Linked DNA regions of Mus musculus: all the other regions are linked to region 2. The links are chromatin contacts, called in public Hi-C and HiChIP or PLAC-seq maps. All regions are on one chromosome and are shown on one strand. Each heading gives the region's core, a stretch centred on a gene start, on an enhancer-like site or on the middle of the called end of the contact. The rest is flanking DNA. Distances are from core to core; before and after follow the strand shown. Region 1 overlaps Marchf8 (membrane associated ring-CH-type finger 8). Region 2 holds the start of Washc2 (WASH complex subunit 2`). Region 3 overlaps Alox5 (arachidonate 5-lipoxygenase).

Region 1 (2,700 bases), core at 15-2,514, 190 kb before region 2:
GCCATCAGTTCATCTGTATGGTCCACACTATCTACAGATCCTGTGGTGGGGGAAAAACTAGTCATTGGGGAAGAGAACCTCAACTGAGAAAATGCTTTTACCAGACTGACCTGTAGGCAAGTCTGTGGAAGAATTTCTTTGATTAATGAATGAGAGATAAGGGTCCAGACCACTGTGGCAGTACCACCAGTGGGCAAGGTAGCCCCAGGTTATAATAAGAAAGTAGGCTGAGCAAGCCATGGGGAGCAAGCCAGTAAGCAATGTTCTTCCATGGGCTGCTTAAGTTCCTACCTCCAGGTTTCTCCCTCGCCTTAAATTCTCGCCTTGGCTTCCCTATCAGAAACTGTGTGTAAACAGTAAGCTGAGGAAAGCCCTTTCCTCTCCCAGGCTGCATGCTTATATAGACTTTCTCAGAGCAACAGGAAGCAAACTAAGACACAAACTGGTACCAGGATCACAGGGTATTGCTTTACAGGATGTAGCTCTGTAGAATGTATGTTCATATGCAGAACCCAAACTACTTGTTACTTACCACTCAAGGCCATGTCCCATCTCACAACCCTTCTCTAGCCTTAGGCTCACTTATGCTGTGCTCAGCCATGGAAATTCTCTCCTTTTAAGTATTCATAGCATTTTCACTAAGGCCATGTGTGCAGTCCAAGCTCGTCTCTCTAGTCAAAGGCAGCTGTGCTGTATGACAATGGGAGAGCATCGCAGGCTTCCACAGACAGGGACACACACACTGGAGCATGGTATTTTAGGAATCCTGTTTATCAGAGTACCTTTTAATTTCCTTCCCAGGAAGTTGGTGAAGGTTACTGTCCTCCCACTCCAAGCTAAAAGGTAGTGATTTGCTGCTAACCACCCTCTCAGTAGACCTGACTTCATAAAGTAGACATGCCTCACTTGGTGTTTTAGTCACTGGGATATGCAGACTGAGATTATGTCTCAGAAAACTTGCAGTTTAGTGAAATTTCTCTGAGAAAGCCATTGCTCTCTTCTATAAATAAATACCCAGCTGTATCCAACCTAAACAGTGAGCCACAATTAAAGAAGAGGTCGCTCTGTGGCTGCTCTGATACATACATTGTGGCTCTTGCTGGAAGGCTGTGCCAAGAACCAGGCTGGCGAGAACAATTAACTAGTCTGGCCATTAAAGTAAATAGATACAATATAGAATTCACGGGGGAGAGTGCATCATAAAGAACTACTCAATACAAAAGCATTTGCATTACAAAGGACTCGGTGCTGCCTAGCAAGGAGCTCTAACACTGGGTTCCCTTCTTTCCTGGCCTGTTGGCGCCCAGTCATGTGGACAGCAGTATGTCTCCAGTATAATGAGAGGCAGGGGGCACACTATCACGAAGGAAAGCTGAGGCAGAAATGCTTTAAGACTTGCCTTCCTAAAGTCTCCACAGCTGGAGTCTCAACAAAGTAATACACGTTTAGAACGATACTGAAGAATACTGAAGGCAACAATTTCTGAGCAAAGAAGTCTTCATAACCCAGAAACTAAAGTTGTGACCATATAAGGTTCAAAGTCATCAGTGATGGGTTTGCACAAAGGTCTGTGTCTGTATCTGTGTATCACTCAAAGGACCCCCTCACTATTGTAACTTCCTTTAATTTTTCCTCACTATTGTAACTTCCTTTAAACAGATAATTTTTCACTACAAAAAGTAATTCTTACAATTTTAGGGTACTGGCAAAAGAGGCTTTTTGACTCCAGAGTCCTCGCTGTGCTCTAGGACCACTCCACTGAGCACCACCAGGCAGAGATTAATCACTTAAACATCAGGTTAAGGATCTGAAGAGAGCTCTGTCAATAACCCAAGTCTGAGGACCTGAGTTGCATTCCTAGAGCCCACATGGCTGGTGGGAAGCAGCTTGGTGTTATGGTGCCCACTTCTAATCCCACCCCTGGAGAGGTGAAGCAGATGGATCCTGAAGGTTACTAGCCAGCCAGCCTGCCTCCTTGGTAAGTTCCAGGCTAGTGGGAGACCCTGTCTCAAAAGACCAAGGTGGACAGCTTCTGAGATGCAACACCCAAGGCTGTCCTCTGGCCTCCACATGTACATGCACACACTTGTACACATGTAAGTGTGCACACTCATTAAATTAATTACCAAGTCAAGACACAAGCCTGCTGCAAGGATCAAATAAAACCAGAGGAAAGGCAGGAGGGTCACGCATAGCTGCAGACCTCACCTCTACTAGGACAGACCCTTTCTCACAGTATGTTGAGAGAGCTTCTACACAGGCTCCTTGTCTTGCCAGCCTTAGTTCAAGGGGCACACAACTTCAAGATTAAACCACAGGCTGAGAATGCTGCCAATGAGAACACAGGACGTACACTAGACCTGATACTCCAAAGGCAGCTGAGTCTGAAGGTGATAAATAAAACCAGCCATTTTAAAGTCCACACCACCCCTCTCCATAAACCACACACATTCTCTGGGTAAACACATATCAGCCTCAGGGTTTCATATGCATATAGGGAAAGCAGTCTACTACTGAGTAACTTCTATCATGTCTTAACACAAAAGGTTGTCAGGCTGCCTTAAAACTTCACCAGCCTCGGCAGACTAGGGTGCTCCCTGTAGACTGTCTTACTCAGCGCTAAGCCCCATGCCTTTTGTCTCTGGGGATGCTCCTACACTCATCTGCAGGGCTGTCTCTGCCTTGGGTTTTCTTAACTCT
Region 2 (2,700 bases), core at 131-2,630:
GCACAGTGGCTTTTTTGAGAGGCACACAACTCTGCTCAAATGGTAATTGCCCTCAAAACTAAAAACAGAAAAACCAGCACGAGGCAAACCTTATTATTAGATGTTTTTAAAGGTTTGTAAAACCCATGAACTTTACTGATAAAAGACACTGATTTCAGAGAAAGGAGCTTCAGTTACCAAGAACCAATCTATCCACCAAAACTTAGAAGAGAACCTTATTATCATTATAAATGACAATAGTTCTTACTCCCCAAAAGGGATTATTCGAAAGTCAGATACCATAAAACAACTCACATTCTCAATGAACTGGGTATTAGACAGCATGAGGAAGTCATTGAACACATTATGCAGACGACAATGTGTGGCTTTGGTCTCCTGAATTAATCCATCCACCTGCTTCTTGATTTCATGAGTCCTGGAGATAGTCTGCTGTGAGAATTCCTGTAGAAACTGTAGTAGCTATTTTGAAAAGAAACATACACAAGTATCAACACTACATGTGATTTAAAGCAAAACAAACAAACAAAAAACCCCTCCCCTTTTGCCCCTATGTTAAGAAAAAGGGATGATACTGTTGATCTAAGGTCAGGTGACCCTGGAAAGCATTAAGAAAGCTCATCAGATAAGTTTGTCCAGAACACAAAACCAGTATCACATTTCTACAGGGATTTAAAGCCCTGTTTGGTTGTCACGCTCCAGAGACCACATAGTGTGACAAAACACCCCAAATCCCACTTGTATGAAAGTTCTGAGCTCTTAGGTCCCGAAGTGAGCAGATCTACTCAAAAATATGTGCTGCCCCATTTAGCCCCAGTTCTAATACAGAAGGGCCTCCGTAGAGACAAAGCAGTCCTTGGAGAGGGCAGAAACAGAATCTGCTCAGCAGGATGGCGTGGAGGGCAAGGTTGAAAAGCCACTGCACGGAAGGAAACCCGCGTCTGCGCGGCAGAGTGCTGGGTAGAAGCCCACAGGGCCGCCCTCCCCGGTGTCTGAGATTGCGCCTTTGAATACTGGAGGAAGCGTGTCCCCGAGGAGGGGTAACTACAACTCTGTCCCTCCCTTGGCCCCGGGTCCCCCGCTCACACCGGCGTCAGCCGCCAGAGACCAGTTCTGACTGCTGCGGCGGATCTCCTCCACCGACCAGGGCCGTTCCCACACCGGCTCGGATGCCGGAGGCCGCTCCGAGTCGGGGCTCGTCCGGTTCATCTACAGCGAGAAGGACAAAAAGAAGAGCTGAGTCTGGGGCGAAGGATCCAGCCCTGCCCTCCTGGGCCGCCGTCCTCACCACGATGACACCGCCACTCAGCAAGCTCCAAAGTGACTACGGGAGTGGCTACTACACTGCCCACCCAGCGCGGTGGTAATCACATGGTTCACGTCACGTGATGGTGTCCTCACGTGACCTGGGGCGCAGCCTCTGATCGGGAGCTATGGGTTAGTAGCTCCTGGGTAATTGGGTTTGACCAGAGAGAAGGTGTTTAAGCGGCCAGCTAGTGCGAAAGAGGCGGAAGGTACCAGTGGGGCCCATGCTGAGGAGTCCCGTGGCCTACCAGGTGGGAGCTGAAGAGGAAGGAGAGCGGAGGACGACTTCCTGGATGTGCGGCGGCTTTATTGATTATGCATGTGATGTGAGACTAGCCCAGGGCCACAGTGACCCTCAATGTGTACATCTGCTAACCGGTTTGGTTTCAGTTCAATGTGGATCCGCTTGAAATTCTTGAAACCCTCAGCTGAGATTCAAGGCCGGGAGGTGGAGGGGTAGAAATCGAAATCCAAAGCTCCCCTGGCTGTCCACTAGCACTTCCTTGTGAACAGACCCCTTTCTGAGTTGGTCTTGCCCAGACTGACTTTTAGAAATAACCCCTTATCTTTCCTTTTTGTGTGCCCGAGAACAAGTTACTTAGCTTCTTCTATAAGCTTTCTTCTGCATATTAAAGAAGCAATACAGCCGGGCATGGTGGCGCACACCTTTAATCCCAGCACTTGGGAGGCAGAGGCAGGCGGATTTCTGAGTTCGAGGCCAGCCTGGTCTACACAGAGAGAAACTCTGTCTCGAAAAATAAAAATAAAAAAGAAGCGATAATAGGTGTTAAAACAGATAGTGCCTGGTATATGGTGAGTGCTCACCTTAGATCTTATCATTTCTCCTGTGCAGATTATTTTTCCAACTTTCAGATTTTGCTTTGTGGCCACCTCCGTTGAAACCTCATTAAAGATTTCTCTTTGGTATGCAACTAAGACAAATGAAAACCTGCTCAGGTAAAAATCTGCAAGAATTTTCACTGTAGTGTTGATCCATACCCAGAAAGCAGAAGCAATCTAAATGTCCATCAGGTGACGAATGGATAAACAAAATGCTGTAGAACCACGCAATTCACCAAAAGAAATAAAATGCTGATATATGATAGGGCATGAATTAACCTAGAAATACTTCAATTGAAAGAGGTCAGTCATATACATGAGCACAGGTTATTCTATTTATATGAAATATCCAGAATGGATCAATCCAGAGAGAGGAAGTAGGTTGGTGGGGGCCAGGGATTGAGGAAAGAAGGGAATGGGGAGTTAACTGCTTATGAGCAAGTAGTCAGCTGTGAACTAGTAAAGCCAGGGTAAAGGCTCAGGTTGGTTTCTGTAGCATTAGTGTGATTGTATCTGTGTTGCTGTTAGGGTGAGCAGGTGTTATAGATAGACATTAGA
Region 3 (2,700 bases), core at 180-2,679, 210 kb before region 2:
TTTATAATCCCAGGCTGTCGGTTCAAGGACAGCCTGGGCTACAGAGTGGTGCCCAGTGTCAATTTGTTTAACTAATTAATCAAATCAGTTAGCTGCATATCTATACCCCCACCCCTCTGCACTCCAGGAGTCCTGAGCCTATTATCAGAGAAAGCTCTATGTGTAAGAAGCTGAAGCATCAAATGAAGGCACAGGGGATGTGGGAAATCACCACTGAAAGATGCCAGGAGAGGGATGGATTACCACTGACAGGTGTTCTGAAATAGCATGTCCCAGACATGTATTTATTAGAGCCAGAGGCCTGGCTCAAATCTCAGCTCTTTCCATTGTTAGCAGGAATTAGGCATTGGACAAGCCACAGGACATGGTTAACCCTTTCTCTATAGCTGCCCAGGAGAATTAATGCACCCCAGGGCAGTGGTAGCTGCAGTTACTGGGACAACCCTTGAACAGGGCCCACAGCTGCTGTAACAGATGGATTCTAGGCTGGGCTGTAAGAAGGCCCATGGGTCTCCGTGTTGAGGCTGGCAAGGCCAGGACAATTGAAAGCAGTGCTGAGAGGTTCTCTGCCAAGACTGAACTGAACCAGCCTTTTTGAGGATCAACAGAGCAACATGCTAGAGGATGGAGATCATGGTTCTGGCTTGGGTGTGAGGCTGCAGACAGACAGAACATAGGAGAGGTTGAGGGGATGGGACCGTGTCCAAAGCAGGAAACACTACAGCACTGTACACCTTCAAAGAGGACTGCATCTGCTCTCAGCTGACTTGGCCCTTCCCAGGGCTAGTACCAAAGCAGAAAAGCAAAACATGGAATATGGATGATATCAGCTCATTTATGCAAAAATGAATGCAAGAACACAGCATGCCACAAACCATATGCTTTACATGGGTAGACATTGGTGTTGGCTTGGTGAGACACAGGACACAGGGTCACCACGCTGCATACAGAACAGGTTGGAGATAGTAAGGATAGGTCTAAGTTCCTCATAATAAGGTTCTGTTTATGAAAAGTAAACACAAATACACACATATGCAAAGACCTAGGGAAGCAGCGACCTCTTGTGGCTGGACAAGAGGTACATTCTCACTAGTTCTTGGACTCTTCTGTAAATGCTGGAGTAGTTTACAATAATAATCATATATTATTTTCTACTCAGAAACAAAAGATGGCCTCCTTCAAAAGCATTTAAAATAATGCAAGCACGTTGTCCTGGGCATATTCTAGAAGAGCTGGGACAAGGACAAGTCTGGAGGGGTGGGAGGAGGTGTGGCATGCTCTGTATAAAAGCTCACCATGGGAGCCCCTGTGTGGCATGGTCAGACAGAGAGGAAGGAACTGCAGGGTGATGGAGTTACAGCAGGCAAAGCAACAGAGCATCCCTACTTAGCTCCATCCAGACCTCTGTGTGGCCTGGAGAGAGGCTGAGTCACTCAGAACCTCACACTTTATCTCTTTGCAAAATAGGAAGGATGAGGAAGAACTGTTGGTCAGGCTGTGGTGAGGATTTTGTGATGACACATACGTCAAACCTTACGACACAGCAGAAAGTCTCTGGACTCAGTGCCTGAGGATACCTGAGTAGGACAGGTGGCCCGTGTGCTCTAGGAAGCAGGCCACAGGGTGGCTGTCTGTGGGCCACACAGCTATGGAAACAGAGCGATCACTGTGAGGAGCAGTCCTCTGAGAACCTTGCTCACTAGGACCCTCTGGAAACGGCAAGCCTGTTGTCCTCTGAGGACACATGTGCTGACTTCTGACTTAAACCTGATCACTTAAGGAATCTGAAATTCTCTCCTAAAGGTAGAGGACAAATCCATTAGCGAACAAGTGGGAAGGATACTGTGGGGGTCAGGAGTGTCTCCCTGGCCTCCTTGCTCATCCTCAGGCGGTAGGGGAGAGCTGCTTCCCTAGTAGTCCTGCCACCTCCCCCACAGCACAGTGGCTTAGGAAGCTTAGGACGCAGTACTCCTTGCTCTGGTGTTCTCGAGACGCACTTAATCCAAACCAAGACCCGGAGTAAATTCTTAGTGTCCATAACCCAAAGACTTAGAAGAAGAGTAAAAGAATGAAACCTGCCAGGACTATTTCAGAATGGTTTTGTGTTGTAGAAAAGTGGGTGAGGCAAGGAGCTAAAGGGGTCTGCAACCCTATAGGTGGAACAACAATATGAACTAACCAGTACCCCCGGAGCTCGTGTCTCTAGCTGCATATGTAGCAGAAGACGGCCTAGTCGGCCATCATTGGGAAGAGAGGCCCCTTGGTCTTGCAAACTTTATATGCCTCAGTACAGGGGAATGCCAGGGCCAAGAAGTGGGAGTGGGGGGGGGAGTGGGGGGAGGGTCTGGGGGACTTTTGGGATAGCATTTGAAATGTAAATGAAGAAAATACCTAATTAAAAAATAAATAAATAAAATTCTCAAAGATTAAAAAAGAAAGAAAGAAAGAAAAGTAAAGAAAAGAAAAGTGGGTGAGGTAAATATTTTACCCTGGGGTTACGTATTTCTTTTTTCTTTTAAAAAATATGGCTGACTAAAAAAAAAAAAATGTAATTTAAAAAAAGGTGGCCTCCTAGAAATTTGAATTTGTGCTGCTTGCATTATATTTCTATTGGCTAGTGCTACTTTGGATGGAGAGACAAATCAGAAAGGTGCTTATAACCTCTCTAATGAAAACAACTTAAGGAAGGGAGAGTTATTT

The links. Hi-C and Micro-C count contacts between places; a contact is called where the count stands out from the background. HiChIP or PLAC-seq counts read pairs in DNA pulled down with a chosen protein or histone mark.
Region 1: an H3K27ac HiChIP or PLAC-seq map of stem cell-derived neural progenitor cells shows a contact between it and region 2, with 2.3 times the contacts expected there. The contact joins the enhancer-like site here to the promoter of Washc2 in region 2. A contact is called at or near these places in 5 of 39 promoter capture datasets (the HPC-7 cell line, fetal liver, liver and 1 more), 1 of 484 Hi-C or Micro-C datasets (liver), 5 of 115 datasets of contacts at active chromatin or transcription factors (the SCID.adh cell line, bone marrow-derived macrophages, embryonic stem cells and 2 more) and 2 of 9 other capture datasets (adipose tissue and pancreatic islet).
Region 3: a contact with region 2 is called in a Hi-C map of the G1E-ER4 cell line, with 3 times the contacts expected there. The contact joins the enhancer-like site here to the promoter of Washc2 in region 2. A contact is called at or near these places in 12 of 39 promoter capture datasets (the 3T3-L1 cell line, 3T3-L1-derived adipocytes, the HPC-7 cell line and 7 more), 1 of 15 datasets of contacts at CTCF or cohesin (the G1E-ER4 cell line), 29 of 484 Hi-C or Micro-C datasets (3T3-L1-derived adipocytes, B cells, the Ba/F3 cell line and 18 more), 11 of 115 datasets of contacts at active chromatin or transcription factors (the SCID.adh cell line, acute myeloid leukemia, bone marrow-derived macrophages and 6 more) and 3 of 9 other capture datasets (adipose tissue, embryonic stem cells and pancreatic islet).

What each region holds. Positions count from the first base shown.
Region 1 is chr6:116,396,330-116,399,029 of GRCm38.p6, reverse strand. The region is part of intron 4 of Marchf8 (membrane associated ring-CH-type finger 8); the gene reads right to left. Among named protein-coding and RNA genes, the nearest start is that of Gm38880, 16 kb to the left of the region's middle. Within about 2 kb of position 1,264, at least 51 of the 459 cell types and tissues checked have an H3K27ac peak or open chromatin away from gene starts, as enhancers often do. A contact at or near this core is called in stem cell-derived neural progenitor cells, where this site is marked.
Region 2 is chr6:116,206,713-116,209,412 of GRCm38.p6, reverse strand. It overlaps Washc2 (WASH complex subunit 2`), which reads right to left and starts at 1,380. Exons shown (of 31, transcript NM_026585.3): 1 at 1,286-1,380; 2 at 1,084-1,206; 3 at 295-459. The coding sequence starts at 1,206. It overlaps 9530062K07Rik (RIKEN cDNA 9530062K07 gene), which reads left to right and starts at 1,420. Exons shown (of 4, transcript NR_131013.1): 1 at 1,420-1,511; 2 at 2,156-2,259.
Region 3 is chr6:116,416,465-116,419,164 of GRCm38.p6, reverse strand. All of the region lies in intron 7 of Alox5 (arachidonate 5-lipoxygenase), which reads left to right. Gm38880 (a long non-coding RNA gene) reads right to left here. Exons shown (of 5, transcript XR_869387.2): 2 at 1-2,700. Among named protein-coding and RNA genes, the nearest start is that of Gm38880, 4.6 kb to the right of the region's middle. Within about 2 kb of position 1,429, at least 34 of the 459 cell types and tissues checked have an H3K27ac peak or open chromatin away from gene starts, as enhancers often do. A contact at or near this core is called in the Ba/F3 cell line, the G1E-ER4 cell line, the HPC-7 cell line and 4 more, where this site is marked.